Regions from separate parts of the Mus musculus genome. Here regions 1 and 3 are each linked to region 2. Evidence: chromatin contacts called from public promoter capture Hi-C data. All regions are on one chromosome and are shown on one strand. The core of a region is the stretch at or near the end of the contact, and the rest is flanking DNA. Distances in the headings are between cores, read along the strand shown.

The links. Promoter capture Hi-C pulls out the DNA fragments that hold promoters and counts their contacts.
Region 1: a promoter capture Hi-C map of hippocampal neurons shows a contact between it and region 2, with 3 times the contacts expected there. The contact joins the promoter of Kifc1 here to the promoter of Prrc2a in region 2. A contact is called at or near these places in 2 of 39 promoter capture datasets (cranial neural crest and hippocampal neurons) and 1 of 115 datasets of contacts at active chromatin or transcription factors (pancreatic cancer cells).
Region 3: a promoter capture Hi-C map of hippocampal neurons shows a contact between it and region 2, with 4 times the contacts expected there. The contact joins the promoter of Kank3 here to the promoter of Prrc2a in region 2.

The regions. Positions count from the first base shown.
Region 1 is chr17:33,889,233-33,891,932 of GRCm38.p6, reverse strand. It overlaps Kifc1 (kinesin family member C1), which reads left to right and starts at 1,300. Exons shown (of 11, transcript NM_001195298.1): 1 at 1,300-1,455. The coding sequence starts at 1,438.
Region 2 is chr17:35,163,435-35,166,320 of GRCm38.p6, reverse strand. Prrc2a (proline-rich coiled-coil 2A) reads left to right here and starts at 1,444. Exons shown (of 31, transcript NM_020027.3): 1 at 1,444-1,586.
Region 3 is chr17:33,809,119-33,811,818 of GRCm38.p6, reverse strand. Kank3 (KN motif and ankyrin repeat domains 3) reads right to left here and starts at 1,296. Exons shown (of 11, transcript NM_030697.3): 1 at 1,254-1,296.

The DNA of each region.
Region 1 (2,700 bases), core at 51-2,550, 1.3 Mb after region 2:
TGCGCACGCCTTTAATCCCAGCACTCGGGAGGCAGAGGCAGGCAGATTTCTGAGTTCGAGGCCAGCCTGGTCTACAGAGTGAGTTCCAGGACAGCCAGGGCTACACAGAGAAACCCTGTCTCAAAAAACCAAAAAAAAAAAAAAAAAAAAAAGAAACATACTATTTATTTATCCAGTTATGTATGTATGTATGTGTGTGTGTGTGTTTCTTTATTTATTTAAGACAGGGTCTCTCTACAGAGCCTGGCTGCCCTGGAATTTACTTTGTAGACCTGGTTGGCCTTGAACTCAAGAGATCTGTCTGCCTCTGCATTCTGAGTACTGGGAACTGGGATTAAAGGCGTGTGCCACCAAGCCTGGCTTCTAGTTTTGTTTTGATTTTTTAATCTAAAAGATTGTTTATTGACCTGGGCATGGTGGCACAGGGTAGCCCTAGCATCTCTGAGTTCAAGGCCAGCCTGTTCTACAAATAGAATTCCAAGACAGTCAGGGCTACACAGAGAAACCCAATCTCGAAAAAACAAAATAAATATATATGTAATTTATGTGTTTTATATATATATATATATATATATATATATATATGCTTATATATATAATACGTACTATTGGGTATTATTTATATGTGTAAAGATATATGTTTATGTATATAATACATATTGTTTATGTATAATATATAATATTGGAGGCAGGAGGGGCACAGAAAACTTTGTGGCGAATTAGTTCTCACCTTCCACATTATATGAGTTTCAGGGATAACCAGTTTGCTATCCTCCCGGCCCTACTCTAGATTTATGACTTTATTACATCTCCAGATATGGGTTCCACTTTTTCTTCTTTGAGGACAGGTCAGCGCCATCAACCAGCTTCCACTTTTCGGACCTGAGAAAGTGGACCAAGAGCGACCTCGGTGTAACAGTCTCCAGTCTACAGGGTTGGCGAGGAGGTGTGCAAGTTCAGCAGTATCCGCTAGGTGGCGCTCGCTCCGCCCCGACCCCGCTCAGGCACATGCGTATTGCCTCCCCCACGCCACTCCTCCACACAAGCGCACTTCTGACGCAACCAGAGACCTCAGGAAGCCGCGCTCGGCGCTCGGGAGGGGGAGAGGGAGAAAAGAGGAAGAGCGGATCCGGAAGTAGGATCCAAGGGGTCTAGTTCTGGTGCTCTAGCGGACTAGAAGAGTCGCGACTCAGGGGGCGTGGCCCCGGAGGCGGAGGGCACCGTGATTGGCTCGCGACCGCGGCGCCGGCGCGGATTGGCCTCTGCGGATTGAAGTGCGTTGACTGCGCGGAGGTTGAAATTCAAAAGTGGCGGGTGTGGCTGATTGGCCTGGCTCCTGGACAGCCTGGCTTCGGCGTTTTGCGGCGCGAGCCCTTGAGAGGACGCGGGTCTCATCGTCCTGCCTGCTGCCTTTGCACCCTTTCTGTGCGGACCACCATGGACGTGCAGGCGCAGGTGAGTGCGGCGGAGACGACCTCGCGCCAAGATCGGAGGACGCAGGCCGGCCGCCCGGAGACCCGCGTCCCGGGGACAGGTCGGGGCAAGCCGTCCTGCAGGGGAGGGTCGCACCGCCTCGCGCCCAGGACACCAGCGGCCGAGTCAGTGAGGGCAACACACACACACACACACACACACACACACACACACACACGGCGAGGTCCCAGGACAGTCGCAGCGACGTTGGCCCGCCATTCCAGTCGTGCAGGCGCGACCATCCCGTGTCCCTTATCCCCCTCCAGCATTTCCCATTTCGAATTCTCAAGCGGATTCGACATGTTTGTGCTTCTCAGTTCTTACAGATCGCCTTGTGGGAGAAGCGAGGGTTCTGAAAGAGGCCTTGTCGCTTGTCCGCAAAGTACCTTTCTTGCTGATGACCTGTTGTGTTGCTGCTGGATCGGGATAGAGGAAGGGGAGAGGAGAAATGGGGGCATCGGCCCAGAGGATCCTTATTCCCTCGCCTGCCTCTTCCTTTTGCTCATTTGGACTGCTGACTAGTTTATGGGGGTGCCCTTCTTCACCACAAGCATCTGAGGCGTATGTGTGTGGCAATTAATGGACTGATCTCTCTGGTGTCAGGAAAGACCGGCCTGCATTCTTTGTTTACCAGCATTTCAGTCTAGACTGACTCACAGTCGGTGTTCAGCTTGAAGAGACTTTCTGGTATACTCACAGCCAAAAGGGAGAGCACTGCACTGTGACAGGTGACAGTTAAAAAGTAAAATAGTTTTTCTCAGATTTGTTCCTGCAGTATTTGCCAAGCATCTTCTGGCCCTGCACAGCTGTACTTATGTAGGAGACAGGAGTCCTAGCTACCAGTGAGCTGACACTCCCTGGGGAGACAGACATAATACAATTTGTATCTCTATTGGGAGGGAGTGAAGGACAGTAAAGGTTCAAGCAGATGGAAGGGGAAGAAGAAAGCTAGGAGGAACAACATTAACTAAGGTATGGAGAGTTAAAACTGGAAGGAAGAGGTCTGTGGTGCAGTGCTAGGCGAGCATCCAAGAAACACCTGGGTCTATAGTCCCCTGAACCAAAAGCAACGAACCATCCTGAAGTCAGTTGTGCACCTGAGGTCACCTGTGTGGAGGCTCAGACCAGAGCTTGGAGATTCAGGCCAGTGATACATTGTCTCAAAAAAAAAAAAAAAAACCAATATAAATTTGACCTAGTAACCTGAAGCTGGTAGCATGCCCAAGA
Region 2 (2,886 bases), core at 195-2,694:
CTGGAGAGATGGCTCAGCACTTGCTGTTCTTTCAGAGGACCTGGATTCGATCCCCAACACCTACATCTGGGAACTCACAATCACCAGTAATTCCAGTTCAAAGAGATCTGAACTCCTCTTGGTACAGGAACCAAGAACCCAGGTGGCACCAGGAACCCACTTGGTACATATGCATATATGTAGATATGCATACAAATAAAATAAAAACAAATAAATGTTTCTAGAGTTAGGAAAATGGCTCAGCGGATGAAATGCTTGCTAACAAGCATGAGGACCTAAGTTTGGACCTCCTGTACTCATGTCCAGGCTGGGCAGATCACTCCTGTCTGTAACTTCAGCACCGGGATGCAGAGATAGAAAGATCTCAAGCTCTTTGGCCAGTCCATATGGAATCTGAGCTCAGCCATCCAAGTATCAAGATTCACTGAAAGATGAAAAGAATGTCTCAAAAAATAAAGTGTTTGCGCGAGCCCTCTGGACGTCAACCTCTGGTTTGTAAAGGCCAGTGAGCACCCACCAATATACATAAAAATTCACAGGAAAATGTTGAGTAAGTGTAAGTGTGGTGAGAGGCAAAGATTTCTACAGTCAAGTACTAAGAAACAAAGAGGGGAAGTAGTACGACCTTTAAAGCTGAAACTCATTGTTGAAGGAACATTAATTATAAAAACAGTTTTTAAAACTATTGAGCATAAAAATTAAATGTCAAATATCCGCCGTAGTTAGTCGCTGCTAAAATTTGGAAGAGTAGGTCATTCCTTGCCTTTGTTCAAATTGTTTGCATATATTATGCAAATACCCAGAACCATTCGAAGAACGCCTACTCGAAGAAAGTCAATGATACACTCCTCTGGACCCTTTGATTGGCTTGCCTATCCACTTCATTTGCATGACGTGATTTGATAACTGGAAAGCCCCGCCTCCCTGACGCGTTTACCTCTCACGAATGGACACCAGACCTGAAATTCTTCCAGGGTCTATGTAACTCCGCCCTCGACTAACTAATCCCTTCCATTCGTCGCAGTTCTTTCCGTCTTCTCCGCTGAGAGTGACCGGGGCCTAGCATCCCTTCCCTGCGTGTCTCTCGGCTCCCAGCCGTCCGCGGACCAACTACGCATGCGCATCCTTTTTCTCCCACCATCCGTCGTGTAAATTCTGCGCCCCAACGGCCTCGCATTCCGCCCGGTCTACGCGTCTCAACTGCCGACGCCAAGACGTCTCCCTAGCCAACCGGCGTCCTAGCGTCTGTAAGTCCCTCCCCTTTATGCAAATATCCTCCACACACTGCCTTTATTTTTTTAAAGTAGGGACAGCCCTGAAGAGCGGAGGGGTCGGAGAGTAAGGGCTCCGCCCCCTATGCAAATAAGGGGGCGTGCCCAGCCGCGGAGGGAGGCGGGAGGTGGGGGGTGTTCCCGGGGGCGGCGGTTGCCCGGATGGGCCGTTAGTCGGAGCCCAGCCGCGGAGTGAGCGAGGGAGACGGGAGGAGCCGAGCGCGGCGCCATCCGCCGCCATCCGCCCCCGCCCCGCCGCCATCCGCCCCGGGAAGCCTTTGAGCCCGGGTCCCGGACCCCCACGCACCCGGCTAGGTGAGTCTGGGCGAGCTGGGCGCTGACGCCCTTTCCGGCGCGGGGCGGCGGCAGCGGCGGCGGCGGGCCGGGGGAGAAGCTGCCATCAGCCGCCGCCATCTTGTCCTCCTGCCGCCGGCCTGCCCCTCCCCCTCGGCCTGCGCCGGCCGCTCCCAGGCCGCTGTGGAGGGCTGGGGGCGGCCGCGGCCCAGCAGCCTGCTCCTCAGGGCACGACCGCGCTCCAGGCCGCGGTTCCTGCTCGCGTCGCGCCCTCGGCCCCTCGGCCGGCCCGGGGCCCCTCCGCCGCCTGTAGACCTACCCTTTGAGGGGCTCTTGGTGTTTCTGGAGCCCTTGCTGCCACCCGGCGCTATGGCTCCCGGTCTTTCTTGGTCTTTGCGTCGAGTCACTCTGGTTCTGGAGCCCCGCTTTCGGCCAGCATCTTCGCCTTTCTGCGTCCCCCAAGCCTCTGCGTTCCCTTTTCCCCCCATGGCCCTATCTCCTCCTCTTCCCTCTTTTCTTCTGAGCTCCCCTGACACTGCCCCTTGTCAGCCTTCCTCAGCCGTTCCTGCTTCCCTCCCTGCTTTCTGCTTGATTCTCTCTTTAGCAGTTGAAATCTGTCTGCTCTACGGTTTTTCTGCTTTCTCCCCCTTTCATGGTAGATTTCAGATTGCCTTCCTTAAGTGCCTAGAGAGCAACCCCTGTCTTCTTTTCTCTGGCTTGTGGTAAAGTTAGTTCTCTCCCCGATTTTGGCTTTCATCCTAGGCCTGCATGCTTTCTTGCTATCTTCCATCTCTTTTTCACACTGTTCCCACCCACAAATGAATGCCCGGTCACTCGAGGATGGATTCAGATGTAGAGTTTTTCCTGCCTGAGGAGTAAGGGCTGTTAGGGGAACAAATGACTGCTTATGAAGAGACTGGATGAGGATAAAAATGGTAGTTGGTTCTGGGTTTGGCCTCTGCTGCCTGGCCCATGGTTACAGGGTGTTGTCGAGGTAGCTCCGTCATGCTGTGGTTTTCCTCAGTTTTACATGGGGTCCACTAGTTTTTTGTTTTTTTGTTTTTTTCTGCCAGCAGAATTGTTTCCAAGAGCCTGTGTGGGGGCTATGTAAGGAATAGATGGAATATTTTGCATCCAGGGGTTCTGTGGAGCCCCTGTTGTTTAGTAAGGCTTAGTCTGGCACCAGCTCCTGGTCTGAGAGCAAGCTCATAAAAATCCTTAAGCTCCCAGCATACCTTCCTTCAAACCTCCCAGATGGGACTTAAGGCTGCTGGGAATGAAACCTGGGACACAGGGCCCTGGGGCGTGATTAGGGAGCTGG
Region 3 (2,700 bases), core at 47-2,546, 1.4 Mb after region 2:
TTCAACTTTCTTTTCTTTTTTTTTTTTTTTTCTTCGAGACAGCGTTTCTCTTTATAGCCCTGGCTGTCCTGGAACTCACTTTGTAGACCAGGCTGCCCTCGAACTCAGAAATCTGCCTGCCTCTGCCTGTGCTGGGATTAAAGGCATGCGCCACCACGCCCGGCGCCTTCAACTTTTAATCATCCTACCTGGACCTCTCAGGTAACTAGGATAATAGGCGCTTTTGGAAAGATTCCCTTTTGCTCCCCTAGAAACTGCAGGGAACCCAGGCCACATATCACCCTCCCAGCTCACAGCTGTCAGTTCCAGCCTTGGGAGTAAGGAGTGTGGTGGGGCAAGCCAACATTAGACTGCTACACAAGCCAATGCCTCCCGGAGTAGGGCGTGTAGCTGCCCTCATATCTCCCACACTGCCTGGCTATCAAAGTTAAATCCGGATCCCCTGCCTGAGACCCCCTCATTAGGCTGTCAGAGCTGAAGCCACACGCCCCCACACCCAGCCCTGGGACTATTTCGGGACACAGAGCTGCGATCAGTCTAGAGAGCTGTGATCAGGAGAGCTGTCATCAGGAAACCTGAAGGACAGGACACAGAGCATGCATACCCGAGGTCCTGAAGAAGTTATGTCTTACTGATAAGGCTCTAGGTGGGAGCCCTTCATGTTGGGATAGGATTCTCAAACGCAGGATGGGGGAAAGAGCTAGATGATGGCAGGACAAGGGGTCCTTGAATCATCACACACACACACACACACACACACCTCCCCAAACATACAGAACCAAGTCCGCTTAGAAAAGACAGGGCAGTTTCCTACAGGAAAAACCGCTGGGCGGTTCCATCCGCTGCTATTGTCAGTAGGTCCGGGGAGTGGGGGACATCCGTTCCTCCCTCCAACACCGTTTCCGTACCATCCGCCCACTCCACCCCACTGCAAGAAACCCATTCCCAGGTCTTCAAGCCAACTCTGGGGAAGGGTCCCCTAAGGCATCTAGGAGACTAAAATGCGCACAAGTTCCTCTGGTTAGGTCCTGGATGGCCATGTGGTGGCGATCTGCCTAATAATCTAGGGTCCCCCCTCTCCGGTCGGCTTTAAACCACCTGAGGCTCCCAATGTCCAAATGGTCACCATTACAGGACACGGCGCCCACCCCGTTGCAACGCACAGAACCCATAGAAGGGGGCTAAAAGCATCACACCCCTCCCGGACACTTGGGTCCACTGTTCCCCTCCAGGACTCGCGTGGTTGACTTTACCTGAATGAGAAGCCCCGGCAGCGCCCGCACCGCACCCGAGCCCGCCCCCTCGAAGCTCCGCACGGGTTATCAAGGCTTTCACCCCTAACTGACGGCTTTTTCAGCCAACCAGAGCACGAATCTAACCGAACTATCCAATTGTAAGACAGAGTGAGCCATCTGGGCGGGGGCAGGGTGGGGACCCGCCTGAGGGCGGGCCTACAGTAGAATCTGAGAAGATCAGAGCAGGGCAGTGGGATGCTGCTCAGCCAGCTACCTCTAAATCCTGCCTGGTTCAGGAGTAAGAAAAGAGGTTTCATTCACAGGACAGTAGGGAGCTACAGGAAAAATCTAAGCAAACTATTCTAATGGGATTTATATAACGAGTTTAATTCCTACTGTCTTGTTGAAGTCGTAAGAGCCTGGATCTTGTCCACCGCAGGAACTTTGCATATATTGTGCCACTTTAAGAAATATTATCTGGGGGCTGGTGAGATGGCTCAGTGGGTAAGAGCACCCGACTGCTCTTCCGAAGGTCCGGAGTTCAAATCCCAGCAACCACATGGTGGCTCACAACCATCTGTAACAAGATCTGATGCCCTCTTCTGGAGTGTCTGAAGACAGCTACAGTGTACTTACATATAATAAATAAATAAATCTTTAAAAAAAAAAAAAAAAAAAAAGAAATATTATCTATATGTGATACTTTCCTATATTTCTAAGTGTTCAATCTATGTGCCCCTGAAATCTATGTGCCACAAGAAAACAAAACAAAAAACAAACAGAATCCTTAGCACAGCCTTTCCCTAGTCATTATCATTGCCATAGCAATGGTTTATTAACTAAATAGCAATTTTCATTAGTAGAAAGGCAAGGTTACTATCATCACCCCTACTAGACATTTTAGGATCAGGAAACTTTTTATCCACTGCCTCAGGCATACACTAGTTACTTAATAAATGTCTGCTCTACTGGAGATATCTAACTCAATGGTACAGAACTTGTCTAGCGCACCTATCACAATAGATAGGTAGGAAGACAGACAGACAGAGACAGATAGACAGATGAAAATAATGTAAATATAATAGACACATACAGGTGTACTTATAAACATACTGAGATTATAGATCAAAAAATTGTCACAGAAATAAATTAAAATTACATTTGTGAAGGTCAGTGAGATGACTTAGCATGTAAAGGTTCTTGCTGCCAAACTTGACGATCTGTGTTTCATCCCTAGGACCATGTAATGCAAAGAAAGACCCAACTCCTACAAGTTGTCTTCAGATCTCCATAGTGTGCTATATACATCAACCTATGCACATACATACCATATATCAATAAAACTTTTTAGCTGGGCAGTGGTGGTGCACACCTTTAATCCCAGCACTTGGGAGGCAGAGACAGGCAGATTTCTGAGTTTGAGACCAGCCTGGACCACAGAGTGAGTTCCAGGACAGCCAGTGCT